4 separate regions of the Rattus norvegicus genome follow, and regions 2, 3 and 4 are each linked to region 1. The links are chromatin contacts, called in public Hi-C maps. All regions are on one chromosome and are shown on one strand. Each heading gives the region's core, a stretch centred on a gene start, on an enhancer-like site or on the middle of the called end of the contact. The rest is flanking DNA. Distances are from core to core; before and after follow the strand shown.

Region 1 (3,227 bases), core at 451-2,950:
AAAGTAAAAGTAATTCCAACTCAATGAAGCAACAACAAATACTTAAGTTACTGTCTTAGACAACACACAGATGTGTCCCAGTAAACATTCTATTTATATAATATTATACTACATTTACTATAAATCATCTTTAAGGGAGAATGTCTCCCTAAAAGTTGCCATTAAAAAAAAAGGCAGAGCTGTCCAAAAACATATAAAAAAACCAATACAAATATCATAATGGCATTAACAGTTACTTCATCCTCATTTCCTAAATTTACAGGAAAAGAAGTGTCATTTTAGTATGTTTTAAAAAAAAAACAAAACACTACTTTGTTTACCTTTTCCTCAGACTGTCCAAGTACTGCCAAGGTAACATAGATTTTAAAACTGACAACTAGACTACTTAGCAGTTGCCAAAACAACGCAGCTGGATTCTTAAAGGGAAAGTACTCTTGTGTAATATACACCTAATTACTGCTTTAGGGAACCTCACTGTCATACAGTAGTGGATGTTACAAGAAAGACATAAAAGAAACACAATGTGCTGCGCTACAAATCTGAAAACTGTTATACAATATTAGTTTTTAAAATATGTATACAGTTGTCAACAGTTCACAGCAGGTCTTTCTAATTTCAATTTCTGGAATCCCAATTTCACAGTAAACTAACACACAGGTTAAGACGATGGTGTATTCAGTCTACACTCAGTTCCCTTCTGGATCACGATGACAGGAGCTTCAGAGCTCAGGGACCTATTTAAGATCCGAGCGAGCAAGAATTTGATAGTTAAACTTTCCCAGGGAGAGGGAGGAAATGCTAATTCAGAAATGCTCACCTTTCCCAAACTTGCCTGCAATATCACAGATCTTTAATCCTCAACTGTCCAAAAAACAGATGACATCGAACCCAAAAGCAAAGTTTCCATCACACCCTGCGCCCCCTGTGCGGCGGGATCTACCCAATTGCAAGGAGCGGGTCCCTTCAGCAGCCCCTAGTCCTCTTTCCCCGCACCCGCAGGTGCTCGAACCCGGCCACCGCCCGGGCCAGCCCCGGACACACACCCTACCACCGACATCACCGCGGCAGAGTTCAGACCCCTACCTCCCGCCCCAGCGAACCAACCTTCCCCACGAAGCAGAAGCGGGGGAACTTTAAGTGCGACCACAGGGCCGGACGCCCCCCGTACTGACTGTCTACCGAACGGGGAGACCCCGAGGTTCGCGATGCTGGAGGAACGGACCGAGTGGCTCCGCAGCCCCCTGGGAACTCCGTCAACTTTCAGGGAGGAGCGGGGCGGCGCGGCGGGGGGCCCCAGAGGTGGCGCGCCCAGGGAGGAGACTCACGACGGCTCCGGCGGGCCCCCGCCGCCGCGCCCGCCGCCCCCCGGGCTCGCCCCGAGGCACCCCGCCCCCACAGCACGGGGCCGCGCCCCTCCGTTTTCCCGAGGGCCCCGCCGCCCGGCGCCCAGCCTCTCCCCGGTCCCAGGAGCCCCGCGGGTACCCCTCCTCGGCCTCGCCGCCCCCCCTCTCCGTTGCAGCGTCCCCCCGCTCCCAGCACGGCCCGACCCCCTTCCCAGCCGCCGCCACATCTCCGCCACCCGCGGCCTCTCACCGAGTCTCCGCTACAGCCGGCGGGCGCGCATACGCCGCAGCCCCGGCCCGGCCCGCCACAGCACTCCGCGCCGCCCGGAGCCGCCTCCTTCAGCCCGGGACTCGCCGGGACATCCGCGCACGGATCCCCACACCGGGGCTATTTTTAGGAGTCAGGCCTCGGCCAGACCGGAACTCGTTCTTCGCGGTGCGCGTGCGCACTGCGAGGACGTCTTGGTGTCCCTCCGCCGGCCTCGCCTCTCCCTTCCTCTCGGCTTCCTCTCTTTCTTCTCTCTCGAGCTCTCCTTTTAGGGTATATTTCTGCTCTCGGTGGGTCCTGAAGGGTTTGTCATGGGCAAGACAAGGGAACAGTCAGAGAGAGCCGCGCCTTCTGAACAGCTAGCGCTATTCCACAAGGACATGAGGGGCGGACTATGTTTTTCCGGGTGGGTGAGGCGACAGATCACCCGGCACAGGAAGGAGATGACGGCGGCTTGGCGCCGGGGCTGCAGCCTGGAGCGCGCTTCCCTCTGAAGGACCGTGTTCTCCTGGAAGGGAGACTGGTCACTTGATGAGGGCCTGGGCGTGGCGGGCCGGCGGTGTTGCGCCCCCGCCGCCTCCTGGACCAGCTCCGGCCCACGGCTCCGGTGACGCGGCGCGTGACCGGTCCCCGCGCTAGGTCCGCGACCACAGCGGGGGCCCGACACCGCGGGACGGCCCAGACGCCCTTAGCCGTGCTCGGGACCGAGGCCAGCTCCCCGCCCTCGTGAGCGCTGGGCCTGCCCAGACCTAGGCTCGCCACGCCCTCACTGTGGTCAGGGCCACACCTGTGTCCGGGCCTGGACAGCTGCTGGGCCAAGCAGTTGGACCCTGTCCCTGGCCACTCAATCCCAGCAGAGGCTTGGAAAGCAAAGACACCTTGAGAATGAGGCAACCTGCCTATTTGGGCTATTAATACTAGCTAGTATGGCTTTGCAGTAAACTGTATCTCACTCAATCCTCACATCCCAGTGAAGTTCACCTCACTTTCTGTTCCCATTTGACAGATAAGAACGGAAAAAGTAAAAACCACACTGACCAGGCAGGGCTACACAGCGTCAGAGAAGGGCAATGAGGATGTGAACTCCTAACAGCTCAACAAACTGATTTTTCTAAGGGGAAAAGATGTTCTTGAGACAGCACTTGTGTTTAGTTAAGTTACTGATTTTTGTCCAGTGAGGGCTTCTTAGGGTGAGTCTCTGCTGATCCTCACCCCAAAAGTTGCTACCTTTGTAGAGGTCCTTAGAATTCAATTGTTTGTACCCATATAATGGACACAAACCCAAATGTATGTTTTCATTCGAAAATGAGAGACTCAATCCTGTGTTTAGGACTTTAAAACAAGTCTTTGGGGTGGGTGAGCAGATGTACAGAGGCTGTGGGCAGAGGAACTGGGAAGTTACAAAGGAAGCTAGAGGCTCGCTGGCTTCCTCCCTCAAGGACAACAAGGCAATGTGCTGGGGAGAGTCTGACACAAAGGCAGTACAGAGATACCAGATACCAGACACTGGAAAATAAGCCCAGAGCTTCTGCTCAGAGCCTCGCTTCAGTGTTAAAGGGGAGTTTGGTGGAGGCGGATGGCAGGGGGCTGTTATCTTCCCCTCTAGCCTGTCAGGC
Region 2 (3,227 bases), core at 363-2,862, 240 kb after region 1:
CAGGGCCTGGAAAGTGGCTCAGCTGCTTAAGTGCTTGTCTTGCCAGCAAGGAGACCTGAGCTCAGTCCCCAGAACCCCAGGTTTAAAAAGCTCTAGCAGAACATGCTTGTAACACAGAGCTAGAGACACAGAGGCAGGGTCCAGGGGCTGGTGGGGTGTGTTCCAGACCAAGGGGAGATTTCCCTCAAAAGACATCTGAGGAACATGTTACAAAGTAGTCCTCTGCAGTCCTCTGCCACCCTCTCCCCACACACTCCCTCCCCACCCCCCCCCACAAAAATGTCAAAGAATATATTATTTTCTATGTAACTCAATTCCTAGTTAGTGCACTTAGTACTTATCTTACTGCTTCCCAAGAGCAGTTTGTCTAATAATTTTCCTGGCCATTTTGGACTTCTCCATTTCCTCTTTCTTAACTGCATTCACATTTTAAAGTACATAAACTGAAAGTCCTTTAAATTAAAATTCCCTAACTCGCCAACCAAACTAGGTATAAGGAGCTATAGATGCAACAGGGTCAGGGCTCATCTACTCATAAAGCAAAATATAAATGACACTGTTTCCAAACTAAGAAGTAGCAGTGTGCTTACCTTCTGGAACCACAACTATGTTATTCGAGTGAAGGTACCTGTGGCACAAGGAGGGAAAGTTGCTGCTGTTATTGTTTGCCAGATAATCAGCTAATACAAGCTGTTTGAAAACTCATCAAAATATAGGCAGAAGTTCCTTTCATACCTCAATGTTAACACAAAACTCACAGACATAATAGCTAATACTTTGAGAGTAATATGCTGAATCACGAATATTAAATCTTATCTTCTGATTTAGTCATTTTAAAATCATTAATATATAAAAATCATATGATATTTAACCTCATTAAGAAATTACTAATTCTACAGGCTGGAGAGTTGGGCTCGGAGGTTAAGAGCACAGGTTGCTTTTCCAGAGGTCCCCAGTTCAATTCCCAGCAACTATGTAATGTCTCATAACCATCTTTAATTAGATTTAGGGCCCTCTTTTTGTGTGTAGGCATACATGTAGGCAGAACACTGTACACATAGTAAATAAATAAATCTTTAAAAAAATTACTAGTTCATTTAAATTATTTAGGTTTTCAGGAATACATTTCCTGTGTAAAGAAAAAATCAATACCTATTGTGTAAAAGGAGATATCAGTTTTAGTTTCTAAAGGGTAAAAGTGCAATAAAGATAGTTCTAGGGCTCAGGCAGCCATTAAGAGCACTTGTTCTTTCAGAGTCTCAGCACCCACTTGGTGGCGCCTCGCCATCCATAATCCCAGTTCCAGGGAACAAAACACCCTTTTCTTCACTACACAGGCTAGGTATGCACATAGTACATACATACTTGCAGGGAAAATACTCAGACAAAATCATCTTTAAAAAGAAAAAACTCTTAAAGATCTCTCTAGTAGGCGTGTTTACTGTAACCCAAGAATAGAGATTAAATGTTTACTAATGTGTCCGTAGATACACTCAGATGCCAACGAGGCACAGACATTTGCCGTCTCAGCAACAGACATCTTTAAAAAGACCTGCAAGTCCAGGCTAGTCTAAGTCATTAACCCTTCCCCACTGAAGCATCTCTGGCACACTCTGGTGGGCACTCCAGGTACCACTGAAACCAGGTCTTCAGAGCCAAATGTCATGACTGCCAGAGATCAGACAGTAAAAATAAAATCAGTAATAAAACTTATTTTCTTGTGAGGCAAGATAACCCCATTTTAGAACACTTGGTTTTCAAACCAGTCAATTTATTATAAGTTAAAAACAAATCCCCAAAGTATTTAAAATATAACTGAGAAATTTTCTTTTGCATTTTGATTACATTTTGTGAATGATAAAATGTCAGTAAGTACAGAATGATAAAAGCAACAAATTTGTGAAGCCTTTTCTATGCCAAATTAAACCAGTTTTGCAGAGGATGTTAGCCTGTGAGCTTTGAAATCAGCTAAGACAGACACATTCGATGTAAGAACTTTTCCTCCCAATACCTAAGGGCTTTTCACTAATGATTCTAAGGCTTGAAACTAGTTTTTCAAAAGTTGCTGTGAAGAGAAGTGACCAGGTTGTCTGACCAGCTCACATGCTCAGAATCCTCAGGAGAACACAATAAAGTCCACAGAGGAGAGAGACAAGCACCCCTGCTATGCCATTTGGCCAACAAGCATTTCTCTCCTTCCTTCCCTGTTCCAACATCGCTACTAACTGACCAAAGAGAGACTGAGCCTAGAGCCAGTCAGTCAAGCAAAAAACCTTCTCTTCTGTCAAAAATGGATGCCTAGTACTGGCTTCTGTGTTTGCCAGGCAGCAAGCCTTCGCTTGATAACCATGTGATACAATTTAACCAAGTGTACACTCTAAAAACAGACGTCATTTTTTACTTTGTATATATGAATTGATTACACATTACTCAATACTTTGGGATGCATTCTTGTTAAAGGTCATTTGTGCCAAAAGACCGTAAAGAAATGTGCGGGCACACTCGCTACAGTATGTAAATATGTATTTACTGTACAGAAAAACCAGATGCCACCACATAAAAATAGAAGCAGAGCTGAGTTTTAAAAACTACTTCAATAAAATACTTGTCTGGAGTTCTACCTACGAAAATGTTCAAGCCAAAATATGTACTGGAGTACCCACTACTATAACTGAGACTTAGCATCACATTTCAATACACTACTGTGTCTACACTATAATAAAGATGCTAGATAGCCCTACAGTGTTCCTGACCCTAACTACACATTGGAACTATCCGAGTCTCCAAAAGGCCATCCATCTGTGCACTAAGTACAACACAATCCCAATTCCACCAATAATTTTAGGACACAACCAAATGAGAATCCACTTGGCACAGGCAGCAAGCCCCTTTAATAACTGGGTGACAAGTCTACCAGAGCACCCCACTGTCTTTACTGCACCCTCACAGTTATGTGACCACAGGAGCACGGTGGCCTGTGTCTGGGGGACTAGAGGACGGACGGCATAGAGCTCTTAGATGGTGTTATGGGATGTGGTGAGAGGTCAGAGAACATGCCTGCTGTTGGGTAGCTGCAGGACATTGTGACCACAGGCTTGAGATCTTTAATTTTACCACTTATTTTAAAATTTCAGGGTAACTGAAATGTTTCAAAGTAGCTAGCTTTTATCACATTTTGCTGAAAATACTGCAGGAAATTAAATTCATGCTAGTACAAATACCACTTA
Region 3 (3,227 bases), core at 277-2,776, 180 kb after region 1:
ACATTTAAAATAAAAACTTCATTAATAAATTATAAATGGGCTATCCATAGGTGAACACATGCGTTTAACCCTAGCACTTGGGAGGCAGAGGCAGGTGGATTTCTATGAGTTCAAGTTCAGCATGGTTTATACAGCAAGTTCCAGGGCAGCCAAGACTATAAAACACCACAACATCAAAATGATAAATGGTCTCTAGTCTCAGATTTGCCTTTCTGAGCCCCCAAAGTCTCAAGGAAGTCTAAGAAAAGACTCCTGGCTCACACTAGAGCGACAGTGAAGCACGGAGCAAACTAACAATTAGGAAAGGAGAGTAGAGATTAGAGGCAGACAGCTTGGGGTTGAACCTTCATTGTCCTGCTTCCACATACTAGACATGTGGCCCTAGGGCCTGTGTACTGGTGCACATAAACCTACCCCTAAGTCTGGGAAGAATGGCTAGGTTTATAAATGTGTGAAGCAGGGTTCTTGGGACAGAGCCTTCTCTGGTATATGACAGGTATTATGCATTCTCACCATTATTAGTAAGTGACACATTGGCAAGTGTGGCCAATTAGCAGAGAGCTTTCTTTGGCATGCAGCAAGGGTACCAACCTTTTCCATACTTTAATTGCACAGAACGAGTTGGAGGCTATAGCCTCTGGAGATGATGATTCTTCCCCTCAAGCCAAGGACACAGAATGGGACATGACAGAGGAAGCACCTCTCTGCTGATATACCACAAAAGCCTCTGTGCAAATTAGATGAGGTGGCATGCAGACATCACACCACAAAGTTAAATACACACTGACACTTGCTACTTCTTGCAAGCCTTCTCTCCTTGCTTTATGGGGAAAGATGACTAGTTAATGACTTAGAAATACTATTTGGTTACACTTTATCTTAGAGGATCTGGCTGGCACCCTGAGCACCTTCTAATTCATTACATATGCCCTAAAAGTATATACTATCTTGTGATATAGCTGAACCAGAACTAGTACGACTGTGTTAAAGCCTATTACATATTAATGCCACTTAATATTTCCAAGTAGCACAACCTGAGGAGGGAGGGAAGAGAGGGAGAGAGGGAGGGGGGAGAGAAGGAGAGAGAGGGAGAGAAGGGGGAGAGAGCGAGAGAGAGGGGGAAGAGAAGGAGAGAGGGGAAGAGAAGGAAAGAGAGGGAGAGCGAGGGAGAGTGAGGGCGAGCGAGCGAGCAATGACATGCTCTTAGTGTGTTTGTAGTCGGAACTGAGACTGGATCCTGGCTTCCCACCTGGTAACTGGTTCCTGATTCAGAGTCTCTTCCTTTGCAGTACGATAAGGTTGATAATGTCATGGCTCACACATTTGTGATCCCATGAAATTGGTGCATATGGTGCCAAGCTTGAGTGCACAGTAACTGGTGCTCAGCAAATCCTGGTCATTTTCCTCCCTCTTCTGAATGTAAAGAGACCAGAAAAGGAGTGTAGATCCTGAAGAGAGCCAGGCAGCTAGCTAGCCGTGTTAGCTGACACAGCACAGCCTGCTGGCGAGGGTGAGACAGCTTCATGCTTGGCAAGGTCCCAGCTGAGAGCTGTGCTCTGACTGCTCAGGAAAGCATGCTCTTGGCTGGCCAGAATACAGTCTGCTGCCAAGACTCCCAAGCCCAGAGGACTAGCATTTTAAATAAAGGAGGCCAAAGTACCAGTATCTGCTGCATGGAAAAGCTTTGAGACTGTTTTTATATTGTTTTACCAAGACTAACCTGAAACTTATTGAGCAGCTCAGGCTGGTGGCAAAGTCATGACAATGCTCCTGCTTCAGCCCCTCAATTGCTAGGATTATAGTCATGAGCCCCTATGCTTAGCTTGGTTTTTACATTATATAGATATATGTGTGTGTGTTATGTGTATTATATGAACATAGAAATAACACTACATATATAATGTTGTTTCTTATTTAGATCATTTATGTGTATGAGGTTTATGTGTGCATTTGTACCACATTATGGCTGTTCTTTTTTTTTTTTTTTTTTTGGTTCATTTTTTTTTAGGAGCTGGGGACTGAACCCAGGGCCTTGCGCTTCCTAGGTAAGCGCTCTACCACTGAGCTAAATCCCCAGCCCTTGGCTGTTCTTATGGAGATCAGAAGAAGGCACTGGCTTCCCTGGGCATAAGTTTATAAGTTACAGTTGGTTATGAACCATCATGTGGGTGCTGGGAATTGAACCCAGGTCCTCCGCAAGAGCAGTAAATACTTTAAACTATTGTACTGTCACTCTGGTCCCTGGACCTTACATTCTTAATACAGAAAATCTTCACTAAATGATAGACTTTAAAGAGACTACTTACTTACCAGTCAATAAAGGTTTATTTTCTTTTTATTAATATTATTTACTTATATTATTTTACCAATACTGTATGCTAAATAAAGATGAAAGAACATTAAAAAAAAAAAAAAACTTCTTGTACTCGGGAAGCAGAGGCAGGTGAATCTCTGAGTTTAAGGCCAGAATGGTCAACACAGTGAGTTCTTGGACAGCCAGGGACATGTAAAAAGACCATGTCTCAAAAAACTAAAAGCAAACACATACACAGAAACAATTACCAATGAAAGAGCCTTGCAGAAAGGTGCAGCGTGTGAAGCTTACAAAACACAGAGCTGCCGGACTGCCTGTTCAGGTTCTGAAGCTGCCAATGACCGTCCAGGTGGCTGTTTCCTTTGTTTTCTGGAGACAGGGTTTCCTGGTTGTAGCCCTGGCTGTCCTGGAACAGAACTGCAGGCCAGGCTGGCCTGAAACTCACAGAAATTTGCCTGCTTCTGCCTCTTGAATGCTTGGATTAATGCATGCGTCATCACCGGCTTCAGGTTACTTTCAAAGGAACTGTACCACACCTCAAGTTGTTCCTCCTTTTACAGCCTCACAGATCAAAGGGTGGTGCTCAGAAATCAGCAAAGGCTTGGAGTCCTCCATAAACCTCAGTTCTCCTTTCTATCACCTTCAGGGTTCTGGCATATGCAGTCCACATGGCTGCAGGAACAAAAAGCTCCTGTGTGTTCCGGCTACTGCTCTCTTAACCATGCAGCATGGGCAAGCACAGAGCAAAGCATGCCAGGACAGAGCAGGGGCTGTGCTTATTACAGCTGGCTGGTATAGAATCCACTTACTTACACCCTGGCTAGTATAGAATCCATTTACTTACACCCTGGCTAGTATAGAATCCATTTACTTATTAGAGATGAGTAGCAACGTCTCTTAGACAAGAGATGGG
Region 4 (3,227 bases), core at 262-2,761, 140 kb before region 1:
ATTGTTGTGCTGTGACAACAGGCATGCTCTGGGATTGCTCCAGGCAGGACTGGATAGCCATCTCAGGCATTGGGTAATAACACAGAAGGGGACAAAGGCCGGAAGGCTTAGGGACTGGGGTCAGAGTCATAGTTGGTGAAAGTGCAACTGGCTTTAGACTCTGCTTCTATCCTGGCACAACTTGTGCCTACTGCTACCTGCTGTGTGCCTTGGGGCAATTCCCCTGTGTCTCTTAAAGTTCTCTCTACAAAAGGAAAAGACGAAGCTTTTGAAATTCCGTGGCAGTTCTGCTGAGCCCTGAAGTTGGAACAAGAAAGCTAAATAGTTGGCCCCTGCTACCTTGCATCCTCTATCCCAGGAGAAGACTGTACATGGGAGGAGACATGTTTGACAAGGGTTGGAAGATATCTGAGTGGACACCTCTGCTGATGGGGTCAGTCTCCACTGGCTTGGGATCAGAGCAGTAGGCCAATTATTGGGGCTGGGCCCCGGACCACTTTGCTAGATGAGACATATCTCTCATACTTCTCAGGCAGCTTCATCCAAGCCTGTAAAATGTCACAAACCACAAATATGTCCGTGGGGAAGATGTGAATGTGTGTCTGAGGGGACTGTTGGGTATATTAGCAAAGCCAGCTAGCCTCCTGGGTTGGGTGGCAAGGTAAACAAACAGCAGATGTTTAAAGCCAGAAAGAAGAGTCCTGTGGATGGCAGAGAGGACCATGACCCGGTGCCTTTTTGGCCTTAGACATTTAGAGAAAGATTCTTAGTTTTATTCTAAACCATAGGAAGAATTTCTGAGCTCTTGTTTTAATGTTGATTCCCAGAGAGGCTTAACACCTTGGTTCAGCTGCCAGTCATCTGCATACTTTGGTGTATTGCCGGCCCATGTCACTTAAGTTTCTTCCTTATTCATTGGCTGAGTCTTACTCCATTAAGGATTTTAGTCTTTGTTACAAAACAATGCCACAGGTTCTCCTCCCTTTTCCAAATAGCTGGGACTCTGACTAGTCAGATGATGATACATATTCTCATTTATCCGATTCTGATCATGACAATATTTTACATCCCTGGACTTTTGTTTATCTCCGAGCAGGGGATGGCAACCATTCGGCCCCTCAAAAGATACTGGGTCGAAGATTCAGGCTACCTGGAACAGGCCTCCCGAGTGGCGCGCCGCCGTACTGGGTACTTCCTAGCCACGGATCAGGATACACATGGGTCAAAGGTCTCTCCTGCCAGGAAGAAGACCGAGGCTTAGCAGAAAGCCGTGGCCACCCTGAAGGAGGCCAAGTTTCACACCTGGCTCAGAAGGGGAAACTGGGCACAGCTGGGACGAACCCACAGAGCAAAGGTCCAAAGTCCACGCTGGAGCCCCGCCCATCAGGGCCCGCCCCTTGAGCAGGGCGCATTCTGACCTCTCAGCACCTCCGGACTCTGTCAGGGCCCGCCCTCCTCTTGAAGTCAATTGGTTGGCTCTTAGTCCCCGCCCCCGGAAGATCTGCTTTTCGCAGCCAATCGGCGGGCGCGGTGGCGGTGGAGCCTGGGAGCGAGGTACCCGAACTTGGAGCGGGGTCTGCTGGGTTGACTTGGGGGGCCAGGGGTCGCTTGTCACCGTGGGCTCGGTGGGGGCTGCCACTCCAGGGCCAGTGCCTGTGTCCACGGAGGGCTGGTGCCGGCTCGCGGGAGTGGCAGGATGTCTAGTCTTTGGAAAGTTGGGTCCTGGCCTGTTTAGGCCCAGGGGCGGGGACATCACAAATTTGTTTTGTCCTCTGCTTAAAGACAGCCCACCTGTCATTGGAAGGAAACTGAAACCTCTTCTGGCCGTCCGGTGACAGGGGCACAGAATTTGAGACCAGAGGGAGATGCGCTGAGGTTGGCTGTTCCCTTAAAGGGCCACTCAGAAGGGACCGCCAGGAATGCCTGGAGTCCCATTCCAGCCACTTGGAAATGAAAAGGTTAGTTGTGTCTCTGGCGTTTGACTCTAGGTGACAATAAGGGGACCATGGGGTGAAATGGGTCCAGAGTGATCGTAAGAAATGGGCAAATTGAAATTTGATAGGTTTTTCCATTGCTTTGCCTCTTAGGTCAAGTCAGCCAGGGTCAAAATAAGAGAGTTATGGTTGTTCTCAGCATCTGTCCTTGGTAGTGGCCTTTCCCCCTGAAGATACCTTGGGATGCCTAACGAGGTTTTTGTCCAAAGGTTCTGAATGTAAGATTCTCAGTGTCAGGGAGCTGAGAACAGTGCTCACCTCTCAAATGCTGAGACATAAGTGGCTTCTTGTGTGTGCCAGGGGAAGGACAGCAGCGGGTGGGGAAGAAGAGTAGGCAATCTTTTTTTGCACATAGAAAGCAGTTAGGAAACGTGTGGTCTTGTTCTGCCTCAGTATCAGGTGGACAGGTGTGTGGATGTTATCCTTCCGTCCTGATGCTGTTTATTGGATATTAGCAATATTAGGAAATTACTAATGAGATTACTAATTCTCTTTAGGAAGCCAGAGGAGAATGAATAACATTTGTGTGGCATTAACTCCAGGTTTGATTTTCAGTTAAGAAAAGAAATGAGGCAGAAGGAAGTGTTAGCCAAGACCTTCCAAGGCCCAGCTGTTGTCTGTAGGACTCCAAACAGTCATGTTTACATGTTCAAGAATGGCAGCGGGGACTCCGGGGACTCCTCCGAGGAAGAGTCACATCAGGTGGTGTTACGACCCCGGGGCAAGGAACGCCAGAAGAACAGCAGCCAACCGCCAGGAACGGGCACCATGGTGCTGCTGCAGCGGGAGCTGGCCCAGGAAGACAGTCTCAATAAGCTGGCTCTCCAGTATGGCTGCAAAGTAAGCTAACTCAGTCTCTGCCCTCCAGGGTTGAGAGAGACACAGGGCAGTCACTGTAGGAGGTTCCTGATCCGCATAGGTGGCTAGAATCCTACAGAGCCAGGGGCTGGAAGCTGGTGGAGGCACCCTTCCTTCATTCGGAGCTCTGGGCTCAGGAAGGGCCGGTTAGAGTTGGGCACCGCAGTTCAGGGTATGCTTTCCTTTGCTCTGCTCTGCACAGGGACACTCTGAACAGGGCTGGAGATGGTAGGTGGAGTTTACAAGTTTCTGTGGCATGCTTCTCTCGCTGCTTTGCTTGGCGGTAGCTAATCTGACTAGTAGAGTTTTGGATTTTTTTTTTCCTTCTCCCTATTAGAACTGCATGGTCTAGCCTCAGTGCTGTGCCTTTGTGTA

The links. Hi-C and Micro-C count contacts between places; a contact is called where the count stands out from the background.
Region 2: a Hi-C map of the A7r5 cell line shows a contact between it and region 1, with 4 times the contacts expected there. The contact joins the enhancer-like site here to the promoter of Mef2a in region 1. A contact is called at or near these places in 5 of 12 Hi-C or Micro-C datasets (the A7r5 cell line, the Rat2 cell line, frontal cortex and 2 more) and 1 of 1 datasets of contacts at active chromatin or transcription factors (oligodendrocytes).
Region 3: a Hi-C map of kidney shows a contact between it and region 1, with 2.5 times the contacts expected there. The contact joins the enhancer-like site here to the promoter of Mef2a in region 1. A contact is called at or near these places in 10 of 12 Hi-C or Micro-C datasets (the A7r5 cell line, the Rat2 cell line, Schwann cells and 5 more) and 1 of 1 datasets of contacts at active chromatin or transcription factors (oligodendrocytes).
Region 4: a Hi-C map of liver shows a contact between it and region 1, with 4 times the contacts expected there. The contact joins the promoter of Lysmd4 here to the promoter of Mef2a in region 1. A contact is called at or near these places in 2 of 12 Hi-C or Micro-C datasets (frontal cortex and liver).

The regions. Positions count from the first base shown.
Region 1 is chr1:130,390,462-130,393,688 of GRCr8, forward strand. Mef2a (myocyte enhancer factor 2a) reads right to left here and starts at 1,701. Exons shown (of 11, transcript NM_001014035.2): 1 at 1,594-1,701.
Region 2 is chr1:130,627,764-130,630,990 of GRCr8, forward strand. Lrrc28 (leucine rich repeat containing 28) reads right to left here. Exons shown (of 10, transcript NM_001108486.1): 4 at 591-628. Among named protein-coding and RNA genes, the nearest start is that of Lrrc28, 27 kb to the right of the region's middle. Within about 2 kb of position 1,613, at least 5 of the 93 cell types and tissues checked have an H3K27ac peak or open chromatin away from gene starts, as enhancers often do. A contact at or near this core is called in the A7r5 cell line, where this site is marked.
Region 3 is chr1:130,567,980-130,571,206 of GRCr8, forward strand. All of the region lies in intron 6 of Lrrc28 (leucine rich repeat containing 28), which reads right to left. Among named protein-coding and RNA genes, the nearest start is that of Lrrc28, 86 kb to the right of the region's middle. Within about 2 kb of position 1,527, at least 15 of the 93 cell types and tissues checked have an H3K27ac peak or open chromatin away from gene starts, as enhancers often do. A contact at or near this core is called in kidney, where this site is marked.
Region 4 is chr1:130,247,968-130,251,194 of GRCr8, forward strand. It overlaps Lysmd4 (LysM domain containing 4), which reads left to right and starts at 1,512. Exons shown (of 3, transcript NM_001401374.1): 1 at 1,512-1,958; 2 at 2,550-2,834. The coding sequence starts at 1,920. LOC134483669 (a long non-coding RNA gene) reads right to left here and starts at 1,269. Exons shown (of 2, transcript XR_010060541.1): 1 at 1,130-1,269; 2 at 1-925.